Regions from separate parts of the Oryza sativa genome. Here region 2 is linked to region 1. The links are chromatin contacts, called in public HiCAR-type maps. All regions are on one chromosome and are shown on one strand. The core of a region is the stretch at or near the end of the contact, and the rest is flanking DNA. Distances in the headings are between cores, read along the strand shown. Region 1 holds the start of LOC4329805 (heavy metal-associated isoprenylated plant protein 12). Region 2 holds the start of LOC4329828 (serine/threonine-protein kinase Nek6-like).

Evidence for each region. HiCAR-type assays count read pairs that join an accessible place to other places.
Region 2: a HiCAR-type map of leaf shows a contact between it and region 1, with 2.8 times the contacts expected there. The contact joins the promoter of LOC4329828 here to the promoter of LOC4329805 in region 1. A contact is called at or near these places in 1 of 15 Hi-C or Micro-C datasets (seedling) and 1 of 4 datasets of contacts at active chromatin or transcription factors (leaf).

What each region holds. Positions count from the first base shown.
Region 1 is chr2:23,038,687-23,043,718 of ASM3414082v1, reverse strand. It overlaps LOC4329805 (heavy metal-associated isoprenylated plant protein 12), which reads left to right and starts at 1,957. Exons shown (of 2, transcript XM_015768755.3): 1 at 1,957-2,320; 2 at 2,404-2,979. The coding sequence starts at 2,174. The coding sequence ends at 2,727. It overlaps LOC4329804 (a long non-coding RNA gene), which reads left to right and starts at 3,248. Exons shown (of 2, transcript XR_001542979.3): 1 at 3,248-3,544; 2 at 3,623-4,921.
Region 2 is chr2:23,306,398-23,310,807 of ASM3414082v1, reverse strand. LOC4329828 (serine/threonine-protein kinase Nek6-like) reads left to right here and starts at 2,137. Exons shown (of 13, transcript NM_001416696.1): 1 at 2,137-2,544; 2 at 2,642-2,708; 3 at 2,964-3,029; 4 at 3,135-3,181; 5 at 3,280-3,325; 6 at 3,439-3,519; 7 at 3,607-3,649; 8 at 3,751-3,797. The coding sequence starts at 2,459.

The DNA.
Region 1 (5,032 bases), core at 708-3,207:
GACAAATTAAAGTACTTGCTTCAGTACTAAAATGATAGAAGTGATTTTATTGTTCTTACCCGGCACTATTTATTCTTGTAGTACCAATTTTACTGGCACTTACTCTCTCCGTCCCAGATCCCAAAATATAGTTAACTATTTAAAGTTTGTCCTAAATATAGCTACCTACTATGTGTAAAAGCTGAATTTTAAGGTTAATCTTCTCATCTATTTTGTTAATCCACAGCCAGTAGACCTTGTTGACACCGTTGACACTTTCCGACCACCTGGCTAGGTTGCGTGGTGGCATCAGAGATGGGGAACATGTGTGCACGTAAAAGTGGCGGCTAGTGGTACTGATGAAGGGAGGGGAAAAAAATAGAGTTGGTCGTGTGGTACAAATCTCATAGTGATCCAAGTAGGCCTGTTCATTTGATATTTATTACCGATTCACATATCCATATCCATATTATTTATGTAGGTTATGGGTAACAAAATTACCTATTTAAAATTTGGATATGATCGAGAAGGGTAATATCTATTTTATCCACTTTATATATACCCATCTGAGTTGTGTAAAACTCAAACCACCCATGTTTGCATTATAGAAATTTATCAATTTTGACTGAAATTTGGAGGGATGATTTATTATATAGAAAAACAACTTTTAACAATTTTTGATTCGTTTCTATATGTAAGACCCATATATGTCTCTTGTCTTATCTTATTCATTAGGTTACTCGCTCATGTATATCTATTAGGTAATACTCACTTAAATTTAGGTATAGGTAGTCTCTTTGAAATATGTACGTGTATGAATATGTAATCTCTAATAGGAGGTGCTAATAAAGATAGGGTGTACGTGTATACGTTAATAGAGGTGAGTACTCATAGATGTATGATGTGCATAAATGCGTTAATAGAAAGAAGTGATCATATGGATATGGTGTACGTGTGCGTCCATAGGGGTGAACGAGCGTGTGCTATGAGCACATATGTTTATACCGTGTTTCTAAGAAAAACAAAGTTTATGCGCAATGAGATCTCCATAGAAATCTGGTTAGTTATCAATTTTGGAGCCCACTCGTTTTGGCACTCCGAACGTCACATCTCAGCATCCCAATCCATTGACCTGCGAGTCGTCATGCAGGCTCTTCTGGAATATTTGTGTTCAAGATCGTCCCATGTGCGCACTGACTTATTAAAATCTGCATCTTGCAAATCGCCCGCGAAGATGAACCTTCAGGTGAGGTGATGATACGGTTATTCAAATGCAACATAACATCATGTTGAGACAAAAGATCGCTGCATATATAATAAAGTTCAGACAAGTGGTTTCTCTGACGCGTTCACTTTTAAGCCCAAAAGCAACTTCAGACAAATCACAAATGGCTCTCACGCGGTCAGATAGATGTTCGTAGCTTGGACCGATGGACTGAGACCCAGCCGGATTCACCTCTCCGACCGAGCCGAGCAGTTCGCCGGAGATCACCGGTCGTCGTCGTCGTCGTCTTTGTGTTGCGATCTTCTTGCTTGATTGATGGGCCAAGATCGCTGTCGTCGCTGGGCAAGTACTGACGCTCGATGGAGGTGATACTTATCTACTTGTGTCCAACCGTTGCTATCTGTGGCATTGCAGTACTGTAGCTGGTATGTTATCTTCTGATGATCTTCTGGTAGCTAGGAGTTATTTTGTAGTACTTTCAACACCTTATTTTCAACAAGGGGGATACAAGAAGATCGAATCAAAAGACTGCGATCGAGACTACTAACCTGAATACCATGGCTAATTACTTCGGCTAAGCACACAGTAATGACACAAAGTAAAATTTAATCACGGTCAATTCAGAGTTTTGTGCAACAGTTTTAGCAGAGAGATTATCATCAGACTTGTGCGTTTACAACTTGCTTGGTCGCCAAGTAGGAAACCAACTATAATTAGGACAAGCACTAACGCCTAATCTCGTCCAGCTGACTAGTAGCCTAAGCACTAGTCCAGCTCGAGAAACAAAGTGACAAAAGTGTCTTGTGTCCTAATAAACCAAGTGACAACTGACGAGACGATCGAGAAGCCAAGTCGTTCCTTCCTGCAGACCAGCTGAGAGACGAAGTCTTAATTAAACAAAGTATGATTTGTTCATCTGCCAATATGTGGGTGGTTAAGCACTTAAGCTGTGTATATATATAGGAGCTAATGCCAGGGGACTCTGCACCAGCTCAAGCTGAACTGCTTTCCAAGCTCACCTCTCTTGCTCGACGATCCACACACGAATTTCCTCGACCTCTTCGTTCATCCCAATCTCATCGTTCGATCGATCAACAATTCTCCTCAGCAATGGCGGTAAGTGATTCTCCCTTCTCATATATATCATCGCCGTTCTTGAGTTCTCTGGACTCAACAACCATGGTTCTTGATCTTTGCAGCAAAAGATCGTGATCAAGGTGCACATGGGGAGCGACAAGTGCAGGCGGAAGGCGATGTCGCTGGTGGCGGCGACCGGCGGCGTGGTGTCGGTGGAGCTCGCCGGCGACGACAGGAGCAAGGTGGTGGTGGTGGGCGAGGTGGACTCGGTGAAGCTGACGAGCTTGCTGCGGAGGAAGGTCGGGCCGGCCGAGCTGGTGGAGGTCGGCGACGCCAAGCCGGCCAAGAAGGAGGAGAAGAAGGAAGAGAAGAAACCTGAGACCGTCCCGCCGTACTACTACTACTACCCGTACCACCATTACAGCCCTTACGGCTACATCATGTAGAATACCATGTGTACACATACCGTCCGTATGTATGTACACTGGTAGTGTATACATCGCGTAGTGCGAATATTCTTTTTGTACGGTATTGCAAGAGAGATTATTATGGTGATGTTTTGTTTTGCTCTCCCGCGATAAAAAATGTGTGAAGTGGGAGCGCGGGGATGTGATGATTGAGGTTTTGAACAGAAGACACAGAGCTTTGCGGTTTGTTAAGTTTAAATATTTTGAGGCTATCATCCGACTTGCAGAGTACATTCTCTCTGTCGATAAATAATGCATTTGAAATTTATCTGTAAATAGGAAGATTTATAGAGTGCTATACATGTTTATCTAACCACTTCTCATTTACTTCCTCCGTTTCATAATGTAAGTCATTCTAGCATTTCCCACATTCATATTGATGCTAATGAATCTAGACATATAATTAGCATCAATATAAATGTGGGAAATGCTAGAATGACTTACATTGTGAAACGGATGGAGTATATTTTTTCGTCAACTTTACTTCAACCATCTTCCCACTTCTAATCTCCCCTAATAAGGGGTATGAAATGTTTTTTTTTTCCTTTACGTTTCTTTTTTATTGTGGTAGACAAGATAAAAAAAAACAACAAAGCCACTTGAGTTTGTGGCACCTTAACTTCGTGGCATTACTACCAATTTCCTCTGACCTCTGGTATACTGATGCCTCTCCCCTGCTTTTCAACCGTGCACTGTACTGTCACGCACGCACATAGTCGACAACAATTTTTTCGATTCCACGGTGTTGATTTGTGGAGCTAAGGTCTCGCAAAGTTCTACAAATGGATGCTTCGATGTAATTTGGATCATATAGCCCATTTTGACTTTTAGGACTTGATGTGTGGAATTAATTTTGATCTTCTTGTTTCTGCAGTTGTCCAACTGGTCTTCTCATGGCCGCACTATCACCAAACAACAAACTGAGAGTTAAACAGAAGTCTCTGGAGAGCTTGTGGGAGAATAGGCTTCTATAGTAAAATCCCCCTCCCCGACCCCTCTTCCCCCCGATTCCGGTGGTTCGCCGCCGGTGAGGGCCGAAGGAGGGGCCAGGCCACCTTCCCGTACTAGTATAAAGTAGGTTAGGTCGGAGTTCTTCCGTAGTCAGGTCTTCCTGTAGCTCGGGTTTGTCCCTTTTGGAGTTTCGCCGGTGTTGCTTCATGGCGATCGGAGAAGACGATGGTGGCGGTGGTGTTTGTGGCCGTGGCTGTCCCAGTGTCGTCGCTGAAGATGGATGGATCTGGGGCGTTTGGCGTCCTTTCCATGGCGACAAGGGCTTGCGGTGGTGGATCCGGTGCAGCTGGCCTCTGTTCATTGCTTGCCCAGAGTGATGGAGATGGATGTGGTGTTTCTGGGCCGGCCGTCTCAGGCTCCCTGACAAGGACGGATGGTGGTGGCTGCAAGAGCTGCTGCTGCTCATGCTCGTTGGTGGGCTGAATGAGCTGCTCCAGCTTGTTAGTTGGTTGAATCTCCACATGCTTCTGCTTGTTGAAGCTCTTGGTGGCAAGCTTGTTGGTTGGTTGCTCAGGCTCCTGCTTATTGAAGCTCTCTGCGGCAACATTTTCCCTTCCATCTCCGGTGTTGCGTACCTCCGCCAAATCGTTACAAGACAGGGGTTCAGTCGCCGCCATCCTAATTCTTGCATGTTCAAGGCAAGTTGGAGTATGGAGACTTTCTTCAAATCTACTTGCAGTAGTATTCAAGTTGAGGGCTCCATTCGGGTTGAGTATAGACCGTCTAGTCGGCTCTTGTCGATAGGATTGCAGTCTGTGCTCCTCAGATTTGATGGAGAACTCCTTGACAATATTTTGTTGAGTCCGGTGAAGCTTAAGAAAAATTTACGACTCAACAACAAACCTCGAATAGCGCCGTTTCCGTGGAGGCAGCCGAAGGGGTCACCGGTCTGTCAAGCGGTGTGCGCGTCTTCAGTAGAGGCTCGTGGACGTGGTCGTCGCGGCATTACCGCAGTCCCCTGTCGATCGCGTTCTTTACTGCTGTTTGGATTATCTTGGAGGATGTTTTTCTTAGTTCAGCTAGCTTTACCTTCTGAATGGATGGTGTTGTTTTTTATGTCTTATCTTTTATGGCGATGTTCTGGGGATGCCATTTCCTTTGAGCTCTGTCTGTAATCCTCACTATATGAATAAATTTATGAGTTTTCAAAAAAAAAAACAAACTGAGAGTTGAGGTTGTTGGCTCTTGTCCGCTCTGAACTTACACGGCCGCATCGATTGACGATTTACTTTTTGAAATTTATTCTAAAATATGATATTTTTTCTATTTACAT
Region 2 (4,410 bases), core at 888-3,387, 270 kb before region 1:
ACTTTTCTTGCAAGCGTAGAAGGCAAGAACTATACGTGTGATGGTACTCTCCGAAATGCCAAAATGTCAAGCACGTTGCCATCGCCCAAGCACTGACCTCCCACCACGTACTACAGCCACAATTAAGCGAATTAAGCATACGTACGCCCAATTCCCTGCTCGATAGGGCAACAGATTTAACGCAAAGATAGAGCGTCACATCCGGCATCATATCGGCACTCACTCTTGTAGTGTACTTCTCCAATCAAATTTTCCAGGAAAAAAATATTTCCTTGATATTCTTTTTAACCCAAATCCTATCAAAAGCCATACCTAGCTAGCTAGTAGTACTGTTTGGCAGAATTATTTGGGCAGATGTGGTGGTGTAACGAGGAAGGAAGGATAATTAAGGGCATAACAACAAGGTGGTTTGTCGAATTGTTTGATTAGTCATGAGTGATTTGATTGGCTCACCAACAAACACGTACCAGTGGGAGTAGGGCATGCATAATCATCGGTGGATAACCTCGAGCCATGGCCACCAGCTACCAGACGAGAAATCAAACCCTGTTTGTTTCTAGGTAGAGGTAGCGGCATGGACAGTTGAGTCCTCCAGGCCTACACGCACAGTTGAGTTTCCAGTCAAAAAGCTACAGCCCAGACAAGCAGAGGCAACCATGCAACAAACCAATCATCAGGCAATCTGCAAAAAAAAAACCTGCCTGATAATTGAGGGTTTCAGGTCGTGTTTCATGTCAGCATCCGAAATCCTCAAAGCAAAAAAAGAAACAGGGGAGAACTGCATTATCTGATTTTAGCATAAACTATGATGGAATCGAATTATTCGGTTGGAAGAAAATAATATGCATCGAATTCTGGTGACCAAATTATTCTACTACTAGTGGATTAGCGTAGCAGCTGGAGCTAGCACGGAAATGGACATGAGCTTGGCATCACCAGCTAGCCAATCATACTTTCAGTATGCTAGTATACAAAATCCACCTTTCTTTAATATTTTTGCAAATTTTTTCTTCTCCTTTTTTAGTGCATGGTGGTGTTCACACTTGGCAGAGGCCAAAACCGCAGCATCTGCAACTCGCCATGCGCAGCAACAGTGGCCCAAAATCTCGACATTGACTTCTACCACAGATCCACTGAGCGCATCCCGAGGAAAAAAGCACATGCGATAGCAGTAGTAACAGCATGCAACAGCAGCTCCGCCACTACTATTACTGCGACCGCTAATAATAACAAGCGGTGCAGGAGTAAAACTACTCACAATTTACTACTACTCCTACTCCCGTGGGATCAGTTACCGCACTGTGCACTCGCAATAGTATAAACTGCATAGGCCATTCTATGCTTGGGCTACTCGCCGCCGTTGTCACTGCATCGATCACTTGCTACACTAGTGACCTACTACAGTGTATGCATATGCATGACACTAGTGTGACAGTGTGAAGCAAGAAGGGTCGTCTTTTTCTGGCCAAGAGAGAGAGAGAGAGACCCATGTTTTGCAATTAACATATGTACAATGACACACTAGGGGGATAGCTGTGGGTGCCAAAACCTCAAAAGAATGAGAAAACTACAGCAGGCAGTGAGTGAGGTGCAGTGCAGTGCAGTGCAACTCATGTCATGTGGGCACCATATGCGTATGATGCGTGCAGCAGCCTTCCTTTTCAGCGAGAAAGGCACGCCGCAGCAGCAGCAGCAGCAGCCAACCCCACAAGAGAGCAAGTTATTTAAGAACCTGAGTTAGATAGACTGATAGATACATGCAATGCAGCCAAAGCGGAGCAAAAAAGGGGCAGAGGGGACGAGAAAAAAGAGCAGAGGTAGAACAAGAAAGGGAAGGGAGAGTGTGCCACTACGTGAGAAACCGAGACGAAAGGGTCGCGCCACCAGCCCACCATCCACCGCCACGTGGGACCCACCGCCCGCCCGCAGACGCGAGCAAACGTTCCCTCCACTACTAATTACACGTAGGCAGTACGATCACTCTCCTCCTTCCTAAAGAAAGAGAGAAAGAGATTGATTTTGATTATACTAGTTGGTTAGTCCCATACAAAACACGCCTTAATCCTTAACCACCACCCCTCCCCTCCCGTTAACAAAAAGCTAAAACGCGCAACAGCGACGCACACGCAAAAGCCCAGAGGCAAGTAGCAGCAGCAGTGGTTGCGCGGTGCTGCGTTCGTCTCGGTCTCCGTCTCCGTCGTCTCCGTCCACTGGACAGGGCAGAGGCTGCCTACCAGACACACGCCCTCAACCTCGCGCCCGCCATTATTGCGACCCTCCCGCACGCGTGCGCGCGCGCGTATTATCACGAGGTCCGCGAGCGAGGCGCAGAGCAGAGAGCAGAAGCATCATTTCTAGTCCCCCAGCCCAAGCAACAGTAGCCAGCAAGAACAGAGTAGGGAGGAGGAGGAGGAAGGAGGACGCACCTGGGAGCAGAGCCAGAGCCAGAGCCAGAGCCATGGAGCAGTACGAGGTGGTGGAGCAGATCGGCCGGGGCGCCTACGGCTCCGCATACCTCGTCGTCCACAAGGGCGAGCGCAAGAGGTTCTCCTCCTTCCTCTGCTCCCCTTTCCTCTTCTTCCTTCGTCTTCTTCAGGCTTCCCTGATGCTTCTGTTCTTTCTTGGCTCGATGATGGTGCAGGTACGTGATGAAGAAGATCCGGCTGTCCAAGCAGAACGACAAGTTCCAGCGCACGGCGTACCAGGAGGTAAACCAGATCGAAACCCTCGTTAGTTCTTGTTCATTCCCCACACTTGAGCAAACATGTTGCACCCATGAGTTGTTTGCTGTTGCGTCTGCAAAACCCTTTTGAGATTACCAGAAATTACTGCGCGATGGATTAAAGAAAATAGCTTTTTTTTTTCTTTTCGAGTTCATACCTGATTGAATGTTTGGGAGGACGGGACAGATGGTTTGGTTTGATGATTTGATTTTGATGCTTTGCTTGCTGTTTGCTGCACAGATGTCCCTGATGGCGAGCCTCAGCAACCCGTACATCGTCGAGTACAAGGACGGTTGGGTTGATGAAGTACAAATTCCACGCATTAATTCAGTTCTGGGAGTAATTTGCATTCCTTCGAATCAAGGGTTCTAAAGTTTTGTCCTTTTTTCTCTTCTTCGATGATGGTTGCAGGGGACCTCGGCATGCATTGTGACAAGTTACTGTGAAGGAGGTGACATGTAAGAACCTCTCACATTTTTCACTCTTCACTGCCTCCTAAAATTTTTACCTTCCATTGGTGCTCCAACCTCCAAAGTCACTGACATCGGAATCACAGGGCAGAGAGGATCAAGAAGGCAAGGGGTGTCCTTTTCTCTGAAGAGGTAAGAACACCGTAAGTAGATGAAATGGTGATTTTACCACCTATATCAATGAGCAGTACAAACTGTTCATGGATTGGAAACTTACCGCTGATTTGGTACTTGTATGATCAAAGAGGGTGTGCCGATGGTTCACACAATTGCTCTTGGCCCTTGACTATCTGCACTGCAACCGTGTGCTCCACCGTGACCTCAAGGTAAATGAACATTGTCCCTATCCACACAAGTCGATTCATCAGGTATCAGCATCACCTAACATGCCCTTGGCTCCTGTGCTGTTACAGTGTTCCAACATTTTGTTAACAAAGGATAATAACATCCGTCTTGGTAAGAAATATATATTTCACCATAAATATAAATTACTGCATCTTTCCTTTTTCTTGGATGATAGTGTAGTGACCTGAATATTCATTGTTTCTTGAAAACAGCTGATTTTGGGCTAGCAAAATTGCTCATGGAGGACCTTGCATCGACGGTATGGCTTAAACCTGTGCTATCATGTTGTGTAAATATAACTCGCAAAACACATTTCCAGGTAGCAAAGAATACATAACTATGCAGTTACCTACATAAAGTCACACTAAATCATAACATGTATAAACACCATTCATGTAAACCCTTTTGATTTTGAATAGTGGTTCATAACTAAATTCTTTATGGCTTATGATCTTCAATCGTACTAGCAGAATGCCCGTACTTTGTTACGGAATTCAAAAGAAAAATTGTATGGTATTACATATTCATGTGGGAAAAATTAATGTCTGCATCACGAAATACAATAGCTTTGAACTTTGATTTTTAACTGTATATAATTTTTTTTTCACTTGTCTTATTAATAATCATGAAAAGAGATTGAACAACAAAAATTGGCAAAAAAAAATATGCCCCTTAATTTTATTCTAAAATTAAATATGTAAGTACCCACTTCTCTCTTTAGTTGAAAAAAAAGATGCTTTTATGCTCCCTTCTACTTTGACCTTGAGTACATATGAAGGCCCGCTCGTCATTGATGGCCACCACCATTGCCTTCTTTTATGATGGTATAGATAATGGAATTTTGTTCTAGAAATATGTGATGCCATTTCAGT